Linked DNA regions of Zea mays: all the other regions are linked to region 1. The links are chromatin contacts, called in public Hi-C maps. All regions are on one chromosome and are shown on one strand. Each heading gives the region's core, a stretch centred on a gene start, on an enhancer-like site or on the middle of the called end of the contact. The rest is flanking DNA. Distances are from core to core; before and after follow the strand shown.

Evidence for each region. A called contact is a pair of places that touch in the nucleus more often than the background predicts.
Region 2: a Hi-C map of ear shows a contact between it and region 1, with 2.4 times the contacts expected there. The contact joins the promoter of LOC100274129 here to the promoter of LOC542581 in region 1. A contact is called at or near these places in 4 of 25 Hi-C or Micro-C datasets (ear, leaf and tassel) and 1 of 3 datasets of contacts at active chromatin or transcription factors (leaf).
Region 3: a Hi-C map of tassel shows a contact between it and region 1, with 2.5 times the contacts expected there. The contact joins the enhancer-like site here to the promoter of LOC542581 in region 1. A contact is called at or near these places in 2 of 25 Hi-C or Micro-C datasets (ear and tassel).

Annotation. Positions count from the first base shown.
Region 1 is chr9:92,390,334-92,395,109 of Zm-B73-REFERENCE-NAM-5.0, reverse strand. It overlaps LOC542581 (elongation factor 1-alpha), which reads right to left and starts at 2,354. Exons shown (of 3, transcript NM_001112117.2): 1 at 2,221-2,354; 2 at 1,128-1,612; 3 at 1-371. The coding sequence starts at 1,589.
Region 2 is chr9:91,986,923-91,991,698 of Zm-B73-REFERENCE-NAM-5.0, reverse strand. It overlaps LOC100274129, which reads right to left and starts at 2,411. Exons shown (of 9, transcript NR_158626.1): 1 at 1,955-2,411; 2 at 1,726-1,863; 3 at 600-668; 4 at 448-519. LOC103638664 (protein FAR1-RELATED SEQUENCE 5) reads right to left here. Exons shown (of 2, transcript XM_008661510.2): 2 at 4,393-4,776. The coding sequence ends at 4,626.
Region 3 is chr9:92,792,225-92,797,000 of Zm-B73-REFERENCE-NAM-5.0, reverse strand. LOC100272777 reads left to right here. Exons shown (of 10, transcript NM_001147230.1): 8 at 40-167; 9 at 262-363; 10 at 1,815-2,304. The coding sequence ends at 1,913. Among protein-coding and RNA genes, the nearest start is that of LOC100272777, 14 kb to the left of the region's middle. Within about 2 kb of position 2,185, at least 14 of the 20 cell types and tissues checked have an H3K27ac peak or open chromatin away from gene starts, as enhancers often do. A contact at or near this core is called in ear and tassel, where this site is marked.

The DNA.
Region 1 (4,776 bases), core at 1,105-3,604:
TTAACCTCAGTAGTAAGACCAGTAGGCCCAAAAGTAACAACCATACCAGGCTTAATGACACCAGTCTCAACACGTCCAACAGGGACAGTTCCAATACCACCAATCTTGTACACATCCTGAAGGGGGAGACGCAGGGGCTTGTCTGAAGGCCTCTTTGGCTCATTGATCAAGTCCAGAGCCTCAAGTAGGGTTGGGCCCTTGTACCAGTCAAGGTTGGTGGACCTCTCAATCATGTTGTCACCTTCAAAACCAGAGATTGGAACGAAGTGGATCTTATCAGGGTTGTATCCAACCTTCTTCAGGTAGGAAGAGACTTCCTTCACAATCTCATCATAACGGGCCTTTGAATACTTGGGTGTAGTAGCATCCATCTGTAAAACAGCAAAACCCAAACAATACGATTAGTTCAATGAAACTAGCAACCTTAACAGCAAGCAAACATTAAAAATGCAATAACATACTAATTAAAACTAACTGGCCCAATACACTTGTTTTTATGGCATGAAATTTCTTGGGGTGTCAACAACAATAATCCCCATTCAGAAAACCATATTTCCAAAATTTATTCATGCTAACAAGTGCAGGCTGTATAAAAACCTAAAGCAAGTATACAGAAATACAGAGCTCATCAGGTGCATGCCAACAAATCCTACTAATTGACAAAGTAAAATAAGTACCAAATTGCAATCATATAATAACAGTTAATTATGCAATTCCTTGTGCTTTCAGCACATACACATTGCAAGTACTCCAACTACAAAAAAAACTAAAAACAGGTGAAATCATAAATACACATCACCTATTGGGAAAAAATCCTGGAAAACCATATTATATTATGCCAATTTGCGAGGTAATAAAGATGTTAACTTGCGAAGTAATAAAGATGGATTGCTATCATACATAAACATGTAGGAAGCAGATGGCCTTTAAAATGCAAGCAATCAGTGTTTCACTTTGTCAAAACTAGCATACAACTAACATTAGCTATTCAATCACAGCACAAATGCAGTATTTTCAACTTGAAGGCAGTAATACTGAGAGAAGATAAATATTGCTAGACTATTGAAATACATTTACAGGCATCTCAGTTCATGAACCAGAATAAATAGAAATTCCTGGAATCATACCTTGTTGCAGCAGCAAATCATCTGCTTCACACCAAGTGTGAAAGCAAGGAGAGCATGCTCACGGGTCTGGCCATCCTTGGAGATACCAGCCTCAAAACCACCAGTGGTTGAGTCAATGATAAGAACAGCACAGTCAGCTTGGGAAGTGCCAGTGATCATATTCTTGATGAAGTCACGGTGTCCCGGGGCATCAATAACAGTGCAGTAGTACTTGGTGGTCTCGAACTTCCACAGGGCAATATCAATTGTAATACCTCTCTCACGCTCAGCCTTGAGCTTGTCAAGCACCCACGCATACTTGAATGACCGCTTGTTCATCTCGGCAGCCTCTTTCTCGAACCTCTCAATCACTCGCTTGTCAATACCTCCAAGCTTGTAGATCAGGTGGCCAGTGGTGGTCGACTTGCCAGAGTCGACATGGCCAATGACCACAATGTTGATGTGAGTCTTCTCCTTACCCATGGCTGAAGGAAAATGTTACACTGCTGCTTACATCAAACATAGCAGATAAAAAGTCAATAGATAAATATATGTCAATAAACCAGTAATCAAACAAAGGGCAGGAAAACCCAAGTCGAAGTACCCCACCCACACAACATCAGAGATCCGAAACTAGACCCGATGAACAACGCAACGGTAATCATCTATGGCCGAGAATCAGTTGCAAACTGCAATCGTATTTATATACGAAATACATACTAAAGGTAGATGAAGAAGCGGAAGCTAAACTTGGATTAGTACTCCTACTGTCATACAAACAAAACAGAGATGAAGCGCCTCAGCCACGTAATATTATAGATCTCGGAAACTCAGTTACAATTTATGGCTCAATAACCAGTTGTAAGCTGCAAGTTCATACATAGACAATAAAGGTAGCGGCGGAGGAAAAAAACACTTAATTAAAAATACAGTGCATGAATCGGCTCAGCTCATCACACATAACGACGATCGACAAACCTAGTAGATCTGGGCATCAAACGAACAGGCTCAAGGCAGAGCGAAAAGAGAAGGAAGAGAAGCGCGCCCGCGCGTGAAGCAGAGTACCTCGTCGAGCGAAAAAAGAAGGAAGAGAAGCGCGCGCGCGGAAGTGTACCTCGTCGGGCGTCAGTAGAGTGGTGTGGTTTCTGCTCGCCTCTGATCTGAGGATACGGTGACGGCGCGCCGGCTACTACCAGTCTGCGGCAGCCGACTGCGTCTGGTGTCTGAGAGTGAGAACAGAATGGAGATAGGTTTTATAAGGAACGCGCCCTAGGGTTAGGACATGGATGAATGGGCTATTGGGCCCAAATATTACTTCACGGGCCACAAATGAACAAACAAAGCATCCGACGTACACATGCACGCATACTCGCTTGGTTTAATTTAATCCGAAGCGAACAATATCGTTATTATTATGTACTAGTGTCTTGCGCGCGCCCATGCGCGCATAGTGTTGTGTGTGTGTGTTTTGTAATTTTTCAATGTTTGGATTTAATTTATAATTTACATGGAATGCAAACAAAAGGTGCATTGTGTTTCTTATATGCATTTAGATGCATGTACAAGCTAGTATTATTTACATGTCACAAATAACATTCATAGTTTTATAGCCTCCAGCATAGTTCTTGGTGCAAATAAGATAAACACATGAATTACTAAAGATGACGGATAAGGTTGCAGTTCGTATTTTTCCTAAATTTTGGTTCTTGATTTGGAGCTGGTACCTTCTGGTAGAGCAAGATGTTGTCGGCATCGAACATTCCTACAAAGCAAGTATGAAATAGTTAAGCATCTTGACACTCGTAAAATAGCAAAGCTAAAACAAATTGGTTACTCCTATAAACATTTAAATTATACAATCAGGACATGTTTGGCTCCAAACTAATAATGAGGATGTAGCAATCTGCTAAACTTTAGCTCTATGGATATAAATAGGTCTAGATAACAGATTGTAATAAACTTTAGATTGTTTCTAAATCCCCATTATCTTACTATCTACCCAAACAATGGGGGCTAACAGGAACATTACTCTCCAATTATTAATTAACCCATTAGTTATGGATATAAACACCACAACCTACTATCCACTCTGCTAGGTAGTAGTTAGCAAATATTAGCTAAATAATGATAATATGTATTACATCCAATAGATCCTAAGAAAGGTCGAGACAACCAAATAGCAAATAGCCATGCATGGTAATCCACATGCAATCAGCAACTTGGAGGGAATAGCTCATCAACATTATGTGATGGTCATGGCACCAATTGAAAAAAAAATGTAGGTTAGTAAATGTTGGGTATTTATAGAATCTGACTCCAAGAATTAGATTGTTGTGAAAGCTTATATTATGAAATAAAAAAACACTTCTTAGGCCATAAGAATTGAAATCTAGAGCTTGAAGAGGCTGCAGAGTTAGTTCTTTAGGTAAGGATTTTTTGCGACATATGCCAGGGTTCGTAAAGCATGAGAACATAAGTTAGCCTTGTTTTAAATATACGAATCATTGTACGAAAGTTAGAAAGTGTGGGTGTAAATAAAAAGGAATTCATGACATAAGGAATAAATCAAGATCGTCTCCCGGTTACTGTACCAATTCTTGCTCGCCCATCCCTCCCATCAGCTCACTGCATATCATCTAGGTCGGCCTAGCCCTAGCGAGTCGTGGTGGCTGCTGCTGTGGACCAGGTGCCGCGGTTGCTGGCCTCTGCCGAACCGAGGCGACGGACACGGGAGCACTCCGTGGGATCGTTTCCCAGCCTCATTACATGATGTTTCTAGACAACAGCGGACAAACTAAGAGAATATATAGGAATGTGTCTTTTCCCTCTCGCTTATGGGGGTGATGCCTTTTAGGCTTCCACGAAGAGGAGGTCGTGGAACCGTGGGTTCTTCATTCACAGATCCGGCCAACGCGAGCAGAACTGCGACATTGGGGTGGGGATGGGATTCCTGGCTTGGAGACAGGGGAGGGGAGGGGATGGCGATGCGAGCACAGTTGCAGCGTCGTGGAGAGGGGGAGAGGAGGGGAAGGATTGGGGATCCTGACACCTTTAGATTCGGCGGAGCAGGCACGGTTATGGTGTCGTGGAGGGGGAAAGGACGTAGGGAGGAGGAGAATGGCTCGCATCTGTTGGGGGCGTCAAGTGCTCCATCGTCGTCGTTGTAGCCATCGCGGTCGACACCCTCTTCACCATGGAGAGTGCCGCCCGGCAGCCAAGAGGGAGATGTATCATCTGGAAGCGTCACGATTTATCCAGCATGAGGAGGCCGCCTGGCGCCTGGTGCGTGAGAACACTCGTGTAGCCGTTGGAATCCGATCCTACGGTCGAAAGATTAATGGACGACGTGGATAGGCTCAGAAGCCACTTTTTGGAGCTGGTTTCATAATAAGTAAATACTCCTTGTGTCAAAGATAAATACTCCCCGGTGTACATGTATATCTGGATCAGCCCAATATGGTACACCCCAGGCTTATTAAAGCACAATCCACTAAGGCACAGTCCACTAAAGTACAATTTCAATTACGGGTCGTGGTGTGCCAGCCCGTGGACCAAGACGTCAAGCCGTCGATCCAAAACACAACCCATGAATACTTAAGTGTGCCTATCCAACTTAATTAACCCAAAATTAATGTGTCAGGTTAGCACAAATCACATGAAATAACATAAA
Region 2 (4,776 bases), core at 1,162-3,661, 400 kb after region 1:
ATATTTCTAATATAACAATCACTAATAAGCACCAAATGATGGGCCGTTAGATGTCAACAGGCTGAGGCTTAGATTACGGAGTACAAAATAAATTGTCCATACAAAAATGGAGCCAGTGCCTGAGGCTCCCATATGAGTGAGATCTGGAGAGGGATGAATCGAGGCAAGTCTTAACACACAAATGTGGAGAGACAACTTCAAACACGCGACCTGGTGAGTGGTGACTCATTGAGACAATTTTCACCACTGCACCAGATCTACCCTTCTAGATCAAGTACATTGTAAATCAGTATAGATGATGCATTATATTACTCTATACACGAAAACTGTAGATCAAACAAAACGTAAGTATAAATGATGCATTAGATTGCTCTGAATACACAATATGTAGATCAAGGACAAATCACATTGTAAATCAGTAATTCAATATTGATGATGCACTGATACCTCATAATGTGCAGTCCTCTTTAGAATAAGGTAATTTGGTGTTTCTATGTCAGGGGTCTTGTAAATCCGTAGCTGCACAAGATGCCAAAAACCAGAGTCTCTAAATACTTGTTGACATGTGAAAAGAAAATAATAGGCTGACTGCAGATTACCTGTTTGAAAACATCCCATAGTCCTTCAGAAGAGAAGTACTCGTTGTTTTGTATCGAATCCCAAAGATCCTGCACTTCAGGGTAATAGAAAAATAGAGAACCATTTAATTAAAACAATACATTATTGTTGATTACTATGATCTAAATGAAGAAGATTAGCATGCAAAAAAAAACCATATCCCATATAGCAGGTGACAGCAGAACCAAAATAAATCAGTACATGGGTTCATGGAGAAAGCATAAAAAAGAAAAGAAAATAATAGCCATATGGGCTATGGAAGCTAAGTGCTAGGTGTAGGACTATAGCCATATCATTAAGCATCAGTATAGAAGTTTATATCCTGTGTTCAAGCATCACGTGCTAATGGTATGGTGGAAACAAAACAAAAGTTTCATTTAAGCACCCCATTGTACAAGGAAGCATTGTATCATGGTTGGCTGGGGATCACTACTGGACACAACTCCTTTGCCGAGCGTCTCAGACACTCGACAAAGGCTATTTTACACTCGGCAAAGGCTTTGCCGAGTGTAACACTCGACGTAGGACTTTGCCGAGTGCGGCGCTCGGCAAAGTCGGCTTTGCCGAGTGCCCGATAAAAAGCACTCGGCAAACCGGCCGGCACTCGGCAAAGGCCCGGATTCCGGTAGTGGATAGGGTTTAGTGTATGACAATTGACAAGCTATCAACGAACTACAAGTATACACATGAGCGAAGCTAGGTTCATTCTAGGGGGTGCAAATGCACCCCTAAAAAATACAGAATCAGTTAAAATGCGCAGATTTTCACCATATATGCACCCACATTACTTGATGTATATGCATCCATGAAGAAATTGCACACCCGTCAAATTTACTCTAGATTTGCCACTGAGTATACAGCATGGCGTATACGAAACAGGCAGGAAACTTGTCAGACAAACCTCTGTTAATTTTTGTACTGTGCAAACTAGTTCACCTGACAACTTGTAACTATATATTGCTCTTTACATGTACTATTGTCATTTGCATGTTCTTATACGCTGTATCTCAATGTGGTAACAAATAGGGGAAATGAACACAATGTTTTATGTCTGCGCGGCAAAAACCACACGAATCTAATTTCCGTCTGATAAGCAAGAGTGCTAACCACATGGCTGTTGAACTTGAGATTCTTCGGGTTGACGCCCATGATCGACAGGCCAGTGAAGACCAGCTCCGGCTTCCAGGGAAGGAGCATAAACTTCATCACCATGGTCCACCTCGTGGTGAGCTCGTACGGCCCTGTCTAGAACCAAATTCAGCACAGTCAACAGCTGCCACAACTAGAAACTTCGCTGCGCACGGGCGAGTCCTCGCCAGAGTCGAGCGCGCTGAACCTGCTTGACGGCGTGGAGGTAGAAGTCGGGGCGGAAGAGGAGCTTGAGGAGGCGGATGTTGAAGAGGTAGCCGTCGATGGTGTCGTGGCGGGTGATAGGGTCGCGGAACCGCACGCGGTCATCGTACGCGGACCGGTCGATGCCGACGTCGTCGAACAGGTGCGGCAGGTCGGCCCGCAGAAACTGACACAGCCTCTCTGCATCATCCGCAGAGAGGCCCCCGCCGCTGCCCATCTCCCCCTGGTCATCCTCCTTCGACGCGGCCGACGCCGGGGCCACAGCGCCGCCGGGCGGCGCCGCCCGTGCCGCGAGACGGGGTCTCCTCTTTCGGGAGGACGAGGAGATCGTAGTAGCGCATGGGCGGAGACGAAAGGACACGACGGTGCGGGGCGCCGGTGGCGGTGGGAGGACGAGGAGGCGGGAGCGGAGGCATGTGGTGTTGGCCATTGCTGCTGCCATTCGTTTCCGCAGAAGTATCTCTCTCTTCGCGTTTTACTATATAGACATATATTTCTTTTACAATTGCGCGCGTGTTAACATTTGGACCAGAAGATTACTGGCGGGCCTTGTCCAATCTCTAACCGCAGGCCCCCGCGTGTTAAAATCGATTGGACGGGTGAAGTTAACACTCGTCACACCTTGCAACTACACGTGGCTAATGGACAGTGCCGTGCAAGCACGGCCGGAGCCCGTCATGGGCCGTGCCGATTTAATCGATCCGAGACACGGTACAGATAAATAGCGGGCGGGGTTATGGTGTCTGTCCGTGAGCCGAAGTCTGAGCCCAAACATAACCCTACTAATTTAAAACGGGTTATGATAGACTATCATGTCGTATCGTGCTAAGGTTCTGAGTGACCAAAGGTCTGCCTTATAACATAGCTTGAAAATAATTTATTTTTCCTATTTTTTGTTGCTTATTTTTCTCATTTTTTTACAGAACTCGAAAATAGATGAAAGTGGGGATTGAGTTGGTCATATTTATATATATTATGGTGGCCTAGATTAGGACAAGACTAGGCCACAAACGGGTCATGCTAAGTCGTGGTCGGTTTGATGGGCTATCCGTGATTAGCATCGTGCTAAATGAGCTGACAGTAAATAGGTCGTGCCTGTGTCGCCCAATGGGCTTGTACCTAAGTCCAAGCACGACCCATGATGGGTCTCATGCCGGCCAAAATGGTGGTGCCTCGTGTCGTCCCATATAACTTGACCCATCTGGTCACCTATACTTGCAACACATGACCGACTATAAAAACGAACGAAAATAGACAGAAAACCCCTCTCGTTTCCATTTCCGTATTTTATTGGTGAAAACGAGACCAGGTCTAGAATAGCCAGGAACGAAAATAGATGTAGAATAAATGGGTGTAAAAAAGGGACGTGAATATTAAGCCGAAACTTGTAACTTATACAAACACACTAATATTGGTGGTTAGTTAGTTATTGAATGGCAAGATAATAACATGAAACAAATAGATACATAGAGGTAACACTTAGTTGTTGTTTGCTTGTTTATGATGTACTTATAGCTATGAGTGGTGTTGTTTAAGTCTTTAGACCACTTGTCACTGAGTCGATGGCTATAACGACCTCTTGTGATATAATTTGTCATATAAGGATATGAGGCTTTAACTAATGCACTAATATATATTGGGCTGATCTTGGATTTCTCAAATACGGGTTCAACCCGACCGTCTCTCGTTTTCGAACTATTTATGGATTTTCCACAAATTTAAAAAACGAGAGAATCAAATATGGAAAACGGTACGGATCGGGACGAGATTTTACCCGTTCGTTTTCAACCCTATGACCAACCAAAAAAATTCCCTTCAGTGTCTGTTTGGATGTAGGCATTAAGGATGGTAGAATTAAATTAGATTAATACTAAATCTTCTTGATATTGGAAATGAGTTGCAATATAAATCTGTTGTTTGGATGTATCTGGAATTGCAATTCCAACCAATACAGAAGGTCTATTCTCTAAATTATGTGAGACAACTTCTAGTTATAGTCTAATACTGAGGAATTGAACTTTAATTTAAACTATAAATTCATTATACAAGCAAACAACATAATTTAGGAATCTTGGTTCCAATTTCTAATTCTAGACTTCAATATCTACACCCAAACGGGTTGTCAGAGTAAGTTTAATAATATAGCCGACCATTGATGGCAAGGACAGTTGCAGTCTACCATTTAGCTCATTTGTATAATATTTAGCTCTTCACTATTAATACATGACTCCACTTGTCTTTCTCACATGGCTTCTTAATTTTTTTTTGTCTAAACCGACTGTAAACCTCTTTCCTCTCCTCATCTCTCCCCTATACCTAGCCTGTTTGGAGGCTCTTATTATTCTTGCTCATTTTCATCTCATCTTCTATCTTACTTCCTATTTCAAATTTTGCTTTCGTACAATCTAGAGTACAAAATAGTGTTTTCCAGAACTATATATACGGTCTGCTGATCAGAGACTTAGAAAAAGGAACGATTCAGCAAACAAGACTAAACATGTCTCGATTAGCAAATCTGGATTTTTCATGACAACCTGACATGCGGCTTAAGTCACTGTCGCAAGCACTTGAAGTTCCTCGTGTTCGCTCAACAAATTTAGCGGCAAAGATAGCAGGTTAATCTCTCAAATGCCCTCTAAAATAACGAATCGCTGCTATCGGCTTGATGCAGAGCGCAGAGCATCCTTGCACAGTTTCTCCCCGTGACCCCTGATATCCATGAAGGCTTTGCGCAGCACTTCCTTTGCAACTCTGAAGGCGCCGGCCGATACAGTTCCCTTCTCTGCACACTTGATCGCATCACGA
Region 3 (4,776 bases), core at 936-3,435, 400 kb before region 1:
CTGCATTTACACACTTAACTGTTCCTCTGGTGGCTGCAGTGGCAGAATGGGCCAATGAAGCTTTAGCAGGAATTGAGAAAGGCGCTCCATTTTCTCTTTGTTTAACACAGAAGCATTTCTCTCAAGTTGCATCAGCATATGGGACTAGTGAACACTATTTATCTAAGGTGTGAATCTAGTATCCTCTAGGACTGAACAATTTCAATTGTTCATGAACCACTTATCTATGTATTGCTAATTCTGGTGTTTGGTGTGTTTCAGCTGGCTGGTGTTATGAAATTGGAATATCGCATTGCCTTGAGGTCGTCGATTAGAAACGATTTTGTTGAAGGTGTGCGTGCTGTTTTAGTTGACAAGGACCAGGCAAGTTATCCATATGATTTTCTGGCTAGTTTGAGAACTCCATTTTCCTAAGGGATTCCTATTTTTCCAAGGGAAAATGAACTAATTTCCCTTGGGAAAATGTAAATCCCTTGGGAAAATGGGGTTCCCAAACTAGCTCTAAATTGTTTCATCCAAGAAGGATAAATCTCATCCTGTCACATTACGTTTCTACATTTATCTCACCCTTTTCCTTATTTGCGGAAAAATACGGAAACAGGATGTGTAGCTGGACGGTGTGTTTCCTGTCTGTTTTTGCAGGATCCTGTTTTTTGGCAGGATAGGCCTTACTAAATCCAGGATAAGCTTTTAGCAGTTATTGTAGCAACTTTAAACACTAGGTCTTTACGATAAATATTAGTTCGAGAATGTAGAAAGTCCTCATGTCAAGAAGCCTGCGACTGCGAGACACTTTAACAAGTCTCCTAACATGTTGAGTAGGCACACTAAGCCACGTCATGATCTTAGTAACCCGTTCTCTTCCTGAGTCTAGGTTTCTCCATTGCATCCTCTTAGATGTCTCTTCCTAGTTCTTCCTGGATCTTCCTCTTCCTGGCCACTCGTGAAGTCTTCCTGAGTTCCGACAAGTTTGAGATCTTTCCAGCACCCTTAATCCACCCATGGCAGCCACACATGCTTGATCTCTCCTGATCAGATAACCAGATGCTTCAACGGAGATGGAGCGTGTGCTGCCATATGTGCCCCTAGGCTACAGCTTCACTCGACCCTTGCCAAACACCTCTTGGCAAGATCCACGGCATTGTCTGTGTTGCTGACATCTATGGCGCAGACCGAGTGGAAGGAACGGGTACTTCCTCAGCGTCACTCTGTCCAGGGCAGTGGTGTCCCGAAACCTATCAGGAACCTGTTGAAACTACTAGGACTGGCTCAACCCAGCGACTAATCAAATCTGCTCTGAAACTGGTGGAGACCAATCCAGCCTGTCCTCCGTGCTAGTTGCAAAATGCAAACTAAGCTATAACCTGGGGAACCTGGTCCATGTCTTGCAAACTGGGCGCAATTGGTGGCAAAACGGTTAAGGGCTTGTTGGGTTATCTCTCAATCCACGTGGATTGAGTGGGATTGGATGAGTTTGAATCCCAAACAAGTCAAACTTCTTTTTAATTTTTTTCAATCCCACTCAATTCATGTGTATTGGGAATAACCGAACAAGGCCTAACTAGATTATACTTTGGTGCAACTCGGTTTGGGGTTTGCTTTATCTCCATAGCTAACTTGATACTACCTCCGTTCTCGAATATTTGTCGTCCGTTAGTTTATTTTTGAACTAAACCGTGACAAATAAAAAAGAATAGAGTGAGTAGTTATTATGTTATGGAAGTATAGGGTGGTCGGCTGCATTTAATTTATTATCCAAGAAGATTAAGTAAAAAGGAATTGGCTTCTCATTGAATTTCCCTATCACTTTGCAGAATCCGAAGTGGAATCCAGCCACTCTGGAAGAAGTAAACATGGCCGAGGTCGAATCAGTTTTCGAGCCATTAGGGGCCGAGGCTGAGTTGAGTGTGTGAAATATGGCCTGCCACACTCAGTTTTCTTATTTGTGCTGCAATAATAATGTATACAAAACAGAAATGCGATGCCCACAGAAACAATAAATGCTGTGTCTTCATGAACTAACTGGAGTGGTTCCATTTTCTCGAAAGGGGCGCGTGGGAATCTAAGGTCTGTTGCTTGCTTTCCTGCCTCTGCCTGCAATATTCCAGCCATGGTACCAGGTGGATGGCCAAATACTCTAGAAGCGTTTGCCCTGGGCACTTGCATGTAGCTTGATGTGAGTAGTGTAAGAACAACCGGGTACGGAAACCGTTGTCTGGCCAGCAGATTTCAAGGCGTGTTTAGACAAGTGTACAACTGACGCGCACAGATGTACGGAGTATATATTATATGAAATATGGCACTAAAACTCTTTTCCCAGGGGCTTTGACGCAGGCCCGGCCGCGGAAAAAGTACGTGCTTTCGTTTTCGCATCCCCTTTTAATTTAGCCGCTGCCGTTTTGTTAAAACAGCATTCCCTGTCCATCCTTTGCATATGGATAATGCGGTGCCGTTGGCTTATCTATACATGTACATGTGGGCCGGCCTGGCCCGGCACGGCACAGGCCCACAAAAGCACGGCCCAGAAATGTACGGCCCACAAAAGCACATATCTAATTATGGGCCGTGCCGTGCCAGCACGTGTGTCCAGTCATCGGCCCACGACACGGCCCACAATTAGTTATGTGTGCCAGGCCGGCCTAAATAGCCCAAAATACCTTAATGTGCCAGACCGGCCCATATACATACAACAGTAATACATCAACAAAAAGTATAATATATATATGACCAAAATAAAACTAAGATGTTTTGTGGATGCACATTATAAACCTTTGGTCAGAAAGAAAAAAATATTACAACTAGCTCACAAATAATATTCAGTTCTCTGTTTAGTGTTTAATTAAGTACTATACATTCATACAGAATACATATACAATGATCATCATCACTATTCACTATCCATATCTAGGTATTGGTTCTCGATGGCTTAATGAAGCTCTAGATTCTCCAAGTTATGCTAGTCATGTGGGCTTTGACGGACCTTAGTTAAATACTGAGTCTATATTTAGTGGGCCTCGGTGTGGCTTAGTTAAATGGGCCGTGCGAGGCCGGCCCGTGGGCTTGACTTGAGGCCCAGGCACGGCCCACAATGTGGGCCGTGCCGGCCCAGACCCACAATTAGGTTGGGCCGTGCCAGATATGGATCGTGCCAGAAATTGTGTGCTTTGGGCCGGCCTATTAGGCACAGCACAAATGTACACCTATAGGCTTATCTCCTTCGCTTGTAACATGGGAAACATGGCCACGTAGAGGGGGTTAATATTTTTGGTATCCTGCTCGTTCTTGGCGATCGGTTACGTTTGCTTAGCCGTCAAGGGTTGGCATTAGCGGTTCATGCTTGCGATCAGTGAGATAGGCTTTTGTTTAGGGCGGATATCTTTTACATTTTAATAGAACACATAGAAAATGTAGGGTTCCTTTGGATTGCGGTGTTTTTTCGTTTTTTCTGTGAAAATAAGCTAATTTCTATAAACTTTCTATACACGATTTCACTAAAATTCCTGCATTTCAAAGGAGCTCATAGCTTTTAATAAAGAGCTAGTCTAAGACAGCACATTTAGACCCTGTCTGAGTCTGACAACTCAGTTCTCTAAACCACATACCATGATTTGTTAATTGTTATAACATAACTAAAGTATTTTTTTATATATAAGTAAAATCGAAGACATGTTTGGCAATAAAATATTTTCGCATTCACAGTTACGGTAGCATCTTGCGCTATTATTGCCTCCGGCAGCCACGAATCCCCTGTCGCGCGGAGCGCCGACCCGATCAGAAACCGTGCGATAATAAAAGAATAATTCGAATTCGAAACCGTGCGTGCACACAGCTCGAAAGCCGAGCAGCGTGCACCACTGGACGTGCGGGCGTGTTAGGGTCTGTTTGGTTGGACTGTGGCTGTGAAAAAAGCTGCTGTGGGCTGTGAGCTGTGAGAAAAGCTGCTGTGGGCTGCGAGCTGTTAAAAAGCTAAAAAGTGTTTGGTGGAAACCACTAAAAGTCGCTAAATGTTTTTCCATATATATTTTCACAGTTCCATCTAAAAGCAGCTAAAAGCAGGTCCAGAGGTGCTTTCAGTTTTGCACTGCAAGAAAGTCGGCTTTTAGAAAAAGCTGCTTTCTAAATCCAGCCCTTTGGTTTGGCTTTTAGCTTTTAGGGGGTAAAAGCCAAAGCCAAAAGCCAAACCAAACACACCCTTAGACAACATAAGGTATCCTCACGAACTCTGTATGCTTCGTATTATTTAGGTGTTCAAAACAGAGTCCTTCGTAGATTTATCACCCTCTCAACCGCGTACAGGAGTATATATACCTCCACGCCCTTTCCCCTCTTACAAGACAAGCATAATCTCTAGTTAATTACGCCACTCAGGCCCGCTAATCCTGACATTAGGCCTAATCACCCTTTGGCTGCGTCTTCTGGGTCCCACCTCGATCGGCCTTGGTTCTCCTTTCTCCAGATCAGCGCATGGTCCACCAGTGGTGCTGACATCCCCTCCTCCTTCAGTAGCAGCTTGACCCCAAGCTAGTGCCATAGGAAAGCGTTGTTTGATAGCCTGTTCATCTTCCCAAGTGGCTAGAGCATCTGGCCAGCCTGACCACTTGATCAGCAATTGTGTGATCACCTTGTTGCCTTTTTGAAACAAGCGAGAGTTTAACACCTCCTCAGGTACATGCAACCCTGTGGACAAATCTGGAACTGAGTCACTGACTGGTGTACGAGCTCCCACTGTCGACTTTAACTGTGAGACATGAAAAACAGGATGAACAGAACAGCCCG